Linked DNA regions of Mus musculus: regions 1 and 3 are each linked to region 2. Evidence: chromatin contacts called from public HiChIP or PLAC-seq and promoter capture Hi-C data. All regions are on one chromosome and are shown on one strand. Each heading gives the region's core, a stretch centred on a gene start, on an enhancer-like site or on the middle of the called end of the contact. The rest is flanking DNA. Distances are from core to core; before and after follow the strand shown.

Evidence for each region. HiChIP or PLAC-seq counts read pairs in DNA pulled down with a chosen protein or histone mark. Capture Hi-C pulls out chosen DNA fragments and counts their contacts.
Region 1: a contact with region 2 is called in a promoter capture Hi-C map of adipose tissue. The contact joins two enhancer-like sites. A contact is called at or near these places in 2 of 39 promoter capture datasets (both in the C10 cell line), 1 of 115 datasets of contacts at active chromatin or transcription factors (large pre-B cells) and 3 of 9 other capture datasets (adipose tissue, liver and pancreatic islet).
Region 3: a FOXA1 HiChIP or PLAC-seq map of pancreatic cancer cells shows a contact between it and region 2. The contact joins the promoter of Ern1 here to the enhancer-like site in region 2. A contact is called at or near these places in 3 of 39 promoter capture datasets (the C10 cell line, cranial neural crest and neural stem cells), 1 of 484 Hi-C or Micro-C datasets (bone marrow-derived macrophages), 2 of 115 datasets of contacts at active chromatin or transcription factors (fetal liver and pancreatic cancer cells) and 1 of 9 other capture datasets (adipose tissue).

Annotation. Positions count from the first base shown.
Region 1 is chr11:106,813,623-106,816,825 of GRCm38.p6, forward strand. Cep95 (centrosomal protein 95) reads left to right here. Exons shown (of 20, transcript NM_177088.3): 13 at 139-240; 14 at 982-1,114; 15 at 1,846-2,015; 16 at 2,112-2,186; 17 at 3,031-3,183. Among named protein-coding and RNA genes, the nearest start is that of Cep95, 26 kb to the left of the region's middle. Within about 2 kb of position 1,704, at least 19 of the 459 cell types and tissues checked have an H3K27ac peak or open chromatin away from gene starts, as enhancers often do. A contact at or near this core is called in adipose tissue, where this site is marked.
Region 2 is chr11:106,658,362-106,661,307 of GRCm38.p6, forward strand. All of the region lies in intron 15 of Pecam1 (platelet/endothelial cell adhesion molecule 1), which reads right to left. Among named protein-coding and RNA genes, the nearest start is that of Tex2, 47 kb to the left of the region's middle. Within about 2 kb of position 1,475, at least 242 of the 459 cell types and tissues checked have an H3K27ac peak or open chromatin away from gene starts, as enhancers often do. A contact at or near this core is called in adipose tissue, bone marrow-derived macrophages, neural stem cells and 1 more, where this site is marked.
Region 3 is chr11:106,486,421-106,489,487 of GRCm38.p6, forward strand. Ern1 (endoplasmic reticulum (ER) to nucleus signalling 1) reads right to left here and starts at 1,376. Exons shown (of 22, transcript NM_023913.2): 1 at 1,197-1,376. The coding sequence starts at 1,256.

The sequences.
Region 1 (3,203 bases), core at 454-2,953, 160 kb after region 2:
ACTGTCTGTTAGCACAGTGTGTTTTTATGAAGCAGCCTGAAAGCAACCTGGGAAAATGTGAATGAACTTGGTACTTTTAGACTGGGAATCCAGACAAATGTTCCTGACAGCTGGGTTACATGACCTTATTCTTTTCAGGCACTGACTGAAGCATTTGAACGGGAACTAAGAAAACATAAAGTTCAAGAGAACGTTGGACTTCGAGGGATAAGGGAGGAGGAGGAAGAGGAAGAGGAAACAGTGGGTAAAAGTCTCCACCTGCGATGAGTGCCAGAGCGGGAGGAGGACAGTCACTGGCTCTTAGGAGAAGGCAGGGCTTCACTTCACGCTATAAGAGGTCCTCCAGCTCAGATACAAGAGGACGAAAGTTTAAGGCCTAAACTTTGGCCATAAAGGTTCTTGCATACTGGTTTGTAAAGAGTTAAAATAGGTTTAGTTGACAAAGAGGAGGCAGGATCCCAAGCGTTGTGTACCTGAGTGTGAGAAACCCAAGTCTTTGCTTTCTGCCTCAGAAGATGGTTCCCAGCTGGGTGTGGTTAGTGCATGACCTTCCTGCCAGCACTTTGGAGGCAGAAGCCAGAAGACATCCGTGGTTTGAGTCCAGCCTTATGTGTATATTGAGTCCCAGGATAATCAGAACTAAATAGACCCTGTCTCAAATAAACAACATGCAGACGCTCCAGCGAAAGCAGGACAGAGGTTCAGGAGGTGTAAACGCATGCTTTGAATTTGTTGAGGTTTTCTTAATATACTTAGAAAAGGTTATAAAGAAAGCAGCCCATACAAATGTCAATAGCATTGTATTTAGGTATGGTACTGTGGTTACTAACGTGGGGAAAGGCTGGTTTGTTGGGGGAGAGAAAACCAAGATTAAGAAGGTGGTTGGTAGTCAGCTGTTCTGTCAGAGTGTTGTCTGAGAGGACTATGTAAAAGCGTTTGTAGACCCCCTTCTCTCCTCTGTTCTTTTCATCCGCCTCTAAGGGGAAGTCATACAGAGAAGTCGTTCCTAAAGGAACTTCCAAACGGAGTCAGGTCCAGAAGACTTACTCCAGAAAAACTGCAGCTCCAAGTCCAAAAGGAGATGGTCGCCTGAAGTCAAGCAAGGCGTCTCCGAGTAAGAGCCTCTGACGTCCTCGATGCCAGCCAGCAGGCAGCCTCTGGGCACAAAGGTCGCATTCCAGAGGCTGCTGAAAACAGACATCCACCAGTTAGCTGTCAAAAGTCCCTTCTTGTGTTACTACTACCATAGGGCTGGACTTCTGTAATCAGAACCAGCTCTTAAATCAGGCACCATCTGTGGACACCCAAAGAACTCAGGGTTCTGCTGCTCCGACAGAAGTCTCTCTCCCGCACTCTAGTTACCTTTTGGTGGTGGTGGTGGTTGCTCCATTTGTCTTTGGAAAGCTGGTAGAAGGCAAGGGATGGATGCTTCAAGCAAGCAGATGGCCCGCTCAGCCCTATATGCTGACAGTTGGTTCTCCTGAGGTAGAGCGAGCCTTGGTACAAGGAAACAAGGTCAGGTGAATGCCAGGCTTCCAACTGTTAACCAGCAGGGACAGTTCTCTCCAGCCATATGCCTGCAAGCCAGCTGAGGTGGCTTCCGTTTTCACTCACAGGAAGCATCTGCCTACAGGCCCCGAGGCTGCTAAGGGGTGTGGATGGACTCCTCAGACTGCAGTGGGAACTTTTCAGCTTTTCAGCCTCAATTGTAGGAATACAGGAGTAGCATACACTCCAGATGGTTCTTTTTAGGGCCAGCACCACAGCCCTGAGATTAGCTTAGTTTAGCAGGCAGGTGGGGATGAGAATTCTTTTAGATTAACAGCATCTCTCATTTCCTCACAGTGAAAGTAAGTGAACACAGTCTGCTATCCCTGATGCTGGAACAGTTTCCATTTCTCTATGTTTCTGACCCAACACTGACCAAAATGTGGAAGCAGCAGATGGCCCAGGTTGAACAACTCAAAAGGGAAGCGCAGAGAGAGAACCGATCCAAGAAGAAACTCCAGGATGAAGTAAGTCCCTGCCTAAGCCTAAGTGCACAGATACACACAGGGAGAGCTTGTCCTCCACTGGACCATTAACCTCCTTGCTTTGTGTTCTCCTTAAAGATAGAAGAAGCCCTGAGAAGGCATGACCTCCTCACTGCTCTTGTCAAGAAAGAATATGACCATAACAAGAGGCTGGTATGTCAAGAACAAACAGAGTAGTGCCCTTTTCCTTATCGGTACCAACTAGGCAGCAGACTCTTGTAACACGTGCCTGTGGGAGTGAGTGGCTATCTCAAGCTTTAACTCAGAACTGATTGGGAAAATATATCCCACACTGCACCAACACAGACCTGAACACACACCCAGCAGTTGGCTGCAGAACTCTTTTTATCCCTGCCACATGGCTGTTTTTCACTTCTTTATAGTAACAAATTAGGGATGGTATTTTCTGAGATGAAAGCCTAAGCTTTCAGATGTAATATGAGTTGCCTGGCTTTCTCTTTGATGAGCAAAAGGCAGAGTTGAAATTTTATCCCATTTCTGTCTCTACCTCCACAGCCCATGTAGGTGCTTAGAGTAGTAGCTTAGTGCTGTTGTCTCCGATCCCAGGCAGAGAGCCAGTTTTGTTATAGTTTGGATTAGAAATCATACTTATCATCCCTAGCTAATATAGTGACCAGATAAGGCAGAGTCAGCCTGCCAAAGATACTTAAAAATCTTCAGTTGGGAATAGAGCTCTGGAAATAGTAATCTTAAATAGTTTCTAAAAAGGCATCTTCAAACTTGCCTGGTCACTGAGTCAAGACCATCTGACGGACCCAGTCGACAGGACACAGGATGGTGGCTCATCAGTGTCAGGGCCCATGTGCTCTGCACAGTGAGACGTCAGTGCCGCTCCACAGACTGTGGGGATGCAGCTGCCATGGTCTTTCCTGCCTGCCCAGCTTACAGCTGGAAGGCGTCATTCATGGTGGGGAGCTGAGGGGATGAGCTGAATGCTCAAGCTGGCCCTCTGCTTGCCTTCTTCCCCCTTCCCTAGCAAGACTTCAGGGACCGAATTCAGAGACAAAGGTTGACCCAATCAAAGATAAAAGAAAATCGTCATCAAAGTGTTCGTGCCCGGAAATATTATGATGATTACAGAGTTCAGTTACGTGCAAAAATGATGAAGATGAGAACCCGGGAAGAAATGGTATGTATACCTTTCTGTCT
Region 2 (2,946 bases), core at 225-2,724:
TAATGGGACCAAGCTCACAGACAGGAAGGGCTAGTCCATCAGCAGGGTCTGGGGACTTAAACGTGAAAGTTAACACACTCTCAGTGAGGAGCGGACTTGTTATGCTTTAGTCAGAAGCCAGCTGTCAGCTCTGGATCTGCCCTGCTTCTGCTCAGCTTGTGCTCCCCCCCCATCTCCCCATACCCCCTCCCCCCTCCGTCCCCCAGTAACCCCAAAGACCTTTCTGACTCCACCTCCTTGCCCGGGTCCCTGACTCCTACTTCTAAAGAGTTCTCAGGGTGAGCACTTCCAGTCTATCAGGAACGAGCTGAGTGTTCTCTTAATCCCTGCAGAAATGCAGGTGAGAAGTCACCCAGTTTGCAGATCGTGGAAATGGGGCTGGGAGAGATGACTCCGCAGGCAAGAGTGCACAAGCCTGAAGATGTGCCTGAGTTCTAACCTTGAAGCCCACAGGAGAGGGAGATGGACTCTCAGACATTATCCTGACTGCATCTCTCACACACACACACACACACACACACACACACACACACACACACAGACACCCTTTTTATAAAAATGGTAACTGATGAGAAGACGGAACCTTACATACAGACTAAGCAGCTAGTTAGGATAATTCTGTATATGGTTCTCCCAGGCCTATGTCAAGCTTTGGCTTTGATGAATCCTAGGCTTTGAGTTTCGTGTGTGTGTGTGTGTGTGTGTGTGTGTGTGTGTGTGTGTGTGTGTGTGTGTTGCATTTCAGAGCCAATAAAGTAAATCTCTTAACCGTATCCACTGTTACCAGAGTGCTTGAGGAAAAGATCATTAAAGGAGACAGTGGCTTTTTTGTGATGGCTTGAGTCTGCAGAGTCTCATTTAACCCTTAAGAAAATCCCAGTGGGCAGATGTTACTTCGTCATTTTCACTATCATTATCATCACTATCACCACCATCGCCATCATTATCCGCATCACCACTACCATCACCATTTCTACTTTACAGGCAGTGGTGCTTAGGTTTGAGGAAGTCACCCACAAGAAGATTGTAGAAGTGGGACCCCGTTCTTCAGCAGCAGCCTCAGCCCCACTCCTGAGCAGGTCCTGTGACAACTCATCTCCCTGCTGGTCCTGGGGAGTGGGGAAGGGACCCCATCACTGACACTGTCTTGTTCCCAACCGGTAAGAGTCAGGGGTTCTGCCCACCATCTGGAGACCTTCGCATAGGTCCAGATTCGAGCTCTTTCTTTTAAGCACAGGGTGTTCTCTTCCACGTTATCTGTCTGCGTGGGCCACAAACCCGGTTTATAAACAAGGCAAAAAATGGCAAGAGGAAAAAGTGAAGTCAGCCTGTGCCATTGGAGCAAGTCAAACAATACCAAGCTCGTAGCTGGCTAAGTGGCTGTCTCATTGTCCAGATATTTCCTCAGGCCATTAAACAAGCGAGGAATGATTGCCAGGTTTGATTTCAGGAAGGAAGCCCCTCCCATTTCCCTGCCGAGCAATTCAGTGTTCATTTTCTTCTGACCCACGCTGGCTGGTTATTAGGGAAGCGCTGCATGCTTCTTTCATAAACAAAAGTTATTTGCTTCAAGATTCAAAATTCACTTCTCAACGACTGGGAAGCCCTGAGTTCCTGCCAGATGGTTTTATTATTTTGGAGGTAGGGCTAGCCCAAGTACTGGGAGCACCCTGCGACCAGAGTAGACTTTGGGGGCTGAGGGAAAGCCATTCTGCCACTGGCCTGGAGTTCAGAGCCTTTGTCCAGAGAGCCCCTTTGGGTGGAAGACAAAGTAACTAGGTTGGTTCGGCAAAGTTCCGACGGCTGGCCCGCAGCCCTGCCTTGGGTGGCCACAGATACACACGGCCATGGGAACAGCCAGTGAACTTTTTTTTTTTTTTTTCTTAATCAGGGTCCTACTCTGCCTGTGGAGCAAGCTTGTCATTATTCTCACCTCTTGGGAGACAGTCACTTTTTTTTTTTTTCCTTTTGAGACAAGGTTTCTCTGTGTAACAGAGCCCTGACTGTCCTGGAACTCAGGGCTAAAGGATTGTAGACCAGACTGGCCTTGAACTCACAGAGATCACTTACTGCAGCTAAGCACCACCAAGCCTGGCTTGTGTCACTTCTTAACAGTGAGGACAAAGCCCAGGCCAGGGCTTTTGGAGACGTGACCTCTGTTTCTGCTTCTCAGGGATTCTGGATGCTTTAGCAAGGCAGGCCCCCCATTTCTTCGTCTATGAAACAGGCTCCCTTGCCCCTTCCACACAACAGTGCTCTCAGCAGCCTGGGTGGGTGCAGCTAGGGAAGCTGTTCACCTCATTCCTCTTCGCCTTAAACAGACAGCCTTCATCCCCACAGAGAATGTCAGCGCCTTCCTGTCTGTCCAGAGCATAATGAGCTCTGTTTAGCAAGAATTCAGACCCAGCAAAACAAAGGAAGCCAGGGCCCCACTGAAGGCTACAGAGAAGTCTTGCTGGAAGTTTCTCCCAGACCCAAAAGACCAGTTCAGAGGCCAGTTCCTTATTTTTGAAGATAATAGCTGCCCTGTTAACCCCTGTGCTGCTGGGTGCCCACAGACAGGCTGGGAACCGGAAGGCAGTGGGTTATGAATGGGTTGAACTTAAACCCCTTCCCTCCCTCCCTCCCTCCCTCCTGAGTTTATTGTACATCCTTTTGTGTGTGTGAGTGTGTGTGTGTGTGCGCGCGCGCGTGCGTGCGTGCGTGCACATGCCTGTGTACAAATGTTCCTTTGTGAGTGTGTCTACGTGCATATAGAGGCCAGATGGCAATCTCAGACGTCATTCCTTAAGAACCATTCATCTTTTTCTTTTCCTTTCCTTTCCTTTCCTTTCCTTTCCTTTCCTTTCCTTTCCTTTCCTTTCCTTTCCTTTCCTTTCCTCCTTCCCTTCTTTCAACAGGGTCTCTCGTTGGCCTTAGGCTCACCATGCAGGTTGGCAAGCCCCA
Region 3 (3,067 bases), core at 126-2,625, 170 kb before region 2:
AACACCTAGGGTCTACCATGAAGAAAACGCATATAAATTTCCGTTTGGAAAAAAACAAACCAACTTGAATTTGAAAAAGTAGACCTTCTTTAATACTTCAGTAGTCTCTAAATTCTAATTTGTTATTCTGAGAGCACAGACAATTATTTACCTACAAGGCATAAGAGTTCAAAGAGTTGGCCGCGGCTGGCCCGCGGGTCTCCACACATGTCAGTCTTCCACCAGGACACCTGGTACATGATATGCCATATTAAAGGGAACACGGTACCTTCAAAGAGGTCATTAAATAGAACCAGCACAAGTGTACCATGCCCACATCCTGAAAAGTGCATTTTAAAAAAATTTTAAAGCCCCCAGTTCTTCCAACCAGAAGATGAAAATAGCCATGTCCGCCTACAAAATGTCCTCTTTAGCCAAAGTGTTCAAATCCTGAGTGGATAAAGAGTTAAATAAATATAAACCGATATTCTTCTCAAAAAAAAAAAAAAAAAAAGCGAAGACGTTTCTGACGGCCCCGCACGTGAGACAGCTTTAAGTTTTGCAGTACAACTCTGGCCCACACACCGGGTCTTTAAAAGGATCCAATGCCCACAGCTTAACTTGTTTAATGACACCTTCACTGTCTAGCAAAATTACTAGTAGGAAGCCCCCTGCCTCCGAATACAAAGAAACCTTCGGGTCAGGTAGGCAGAAACCAGCGGCGGCTGGCTAAAAACGCCGTGCCCATTCCCGGCTTCAAACGCTTTCCAAAGTCTCATTTAAAAACAAAACAAAACAAAAAACTTTCGAGTAAAGACTCAAAACTCCAGTCCACCACCCGCTTCCCCCGGCTTCGGGTGTCCATCCGCGGCCACGGCGGCAGTGCGGGCGCCCACCTGTGGAGACCGCGGGGCAGGTGGGCAGCGCGCCCAGGGCCCGGCCTTTGGGAGACAGCTCCGAGTCGCGCGCGTCCCGGGCCGTGGAGCCGCTCGCGGTCTGCCTCGGCCGCGCTGGCCCCGGAGGCGCCTCCGGAGGCGGACGCCAGTGTGTGGCCGGCCGACGCAGCTCCCACCGCCAAGCCTCCCGCAGCTGCCTCAGCCCAGGCGCCGGGCCTCCCGCCGCTGCGGCCCGGCTCGGACGCCAGCCCCCGCCACCGCGCGACTCTCCTCTGGCCGCGAGCCGGCCCGTCCCCGCACCGCACTCCCCTGGTTACTCACCCCGGGGCCGGGCGGCGGTAGCAGCAGCGCCAGCAGGAGCAACAGCCACCGGGCCGGCATGGCAGGACGTGGCCCTGACTCCGGGCCCCGCCGGCCGGTTCTGGAGCCCGCGCGAACAGAGGGCTGGACGGGGGCGCCGCAACGACAGCGCGGCACCGGCGGAGGATCGGTGGACACGGAGCTGACTGGGCGGCGGCGACACCCCCATTCCCAGCCCTATAAGTGCCTTGTGTCCCGGCTTCTTCCGGTCGGGGCGGGCTTTAGGGCGGTCCCGGGGGCGGGGGCTGTGAGAGGCGGAGTCACTGCCTGGATGGGGAGGAGCCTATGTTGTTTTGTGGGCGTGGTAAGAGTGGGAGGGTGGGGTTAGAGGCCAACGCGGTGCTAGCTTCTAGCTGCCTCCTATCCTGGGCGCTAGAAGCCGAAGACCAACTCTTGGCTTTGGGTATTTGTGGACGCTGTGCTTCTGAATGAAGAAGCTTGTTCGCAAGCCAAGGGAAAATGACATGTTGCCCCACAGGAAGTCCCACTCGCCCGATGAAGAACCCGAGGCGCCAGGCTTGCCCACAACCCTCCGTCTCCCTGCTGCCGGCCACCACTTACAAGGGTTGTCTAAGCGACCTCTAGAGCAGAGCAAGGGTTTCAGCAGCTGGCGGAAATTCGACCCTGAGACGCAGCCTTAGAGTTCACTGACGAGGGTCCTCCAGCTGTGCCTCATCCAGCCCGAAGGCCCCTTTCTTCCCTAGCCTTGCCCCTCAGGAATTCCCCGAAAGTCATGTCCAGCAGCCATCCGTTCCTCTCGGGATGAACAACAGCCAACTCATTCACCAAAAATTATAAGGAAATCATGCGGGCCTCTCGTGTCACATGTGTTTATGTGACCTTTGTAGATGTGGCCTGGTGAAGCTTGAGAGGACATGTGTCACAACTCTTTGGAGGTGGGCTGAGGACTCCAAGGTCTATTTAAGGGTGTGGATTATTAATCAGAACTAATGAGCCCAATAAGTTGTTTGGTCACTGGGTCCCAAGCTGCCCTCCTCTGAGTTGGAAGAGGGAGAACTTGTTTATAATAGGAAAGACAAAACATTCAGTGCTCAAGGAAAAAGTAGCTTATTATTCTAGTAGAAAAAGGGAGTTGCTGGGAGTGTAGTTCTGTTGGTACAGCACTTGCATAGTCTGCGAGAGAGGTACTGGGCTACATCTCCAGCCCTCCCAATATTGGATGTGTTGCCTCACACCTGAAATCCCAGCACCCTGGGGGTGGAGACAGGATCCGAAGTTCTAAGTAATCCTTGGCTACCTAGTGAGTTTGAAGCCAACCCAGATTATGTGGGGCCACGGGAGAACCGGAGCAAATTCTCTGTTTCCCCTGGCTTGCTCCTTTGACAGCCCGTTGGAATTTTCAGGTTTTTGAAGAGAAAAGGTTATCCTAGGGGGGGAAAAAACCGCAAAGAGGTAGTATATGATAGGTAGGGATTAGGGGTGTGTTGGGCTAAGGGCCCAGTCAGTATGTGCTTTGGGTCAACTCTATCCAATGGTAACAGACAGAACTGTCCCTAGGAAGACCAATCCTATTCCTGCCTCTACCCCCACAACCTGGAACAGCTCCCACCATGCTGCAGAAGCCAGCACCAGCTTGGGAAGGGAATTTTGGGCAAGTTTGAAAGCAGCAGACACAATTTGAAGTGTTACCCACAAGTCTCAAGGCAAATAAGTTTGGGATTTGCAGAGAGAATGGGGAAGACTAGAAGCTCCGACACTCCTGAGCATGCTCCCCCCCCCCCCCCCCCGCCCGGAAGCCATGGAGCTGGCCAATGATGCAAGCTGACAACGGGACCTGTGAGACCACATGCTTGGATTTTCAAATGAAAAAC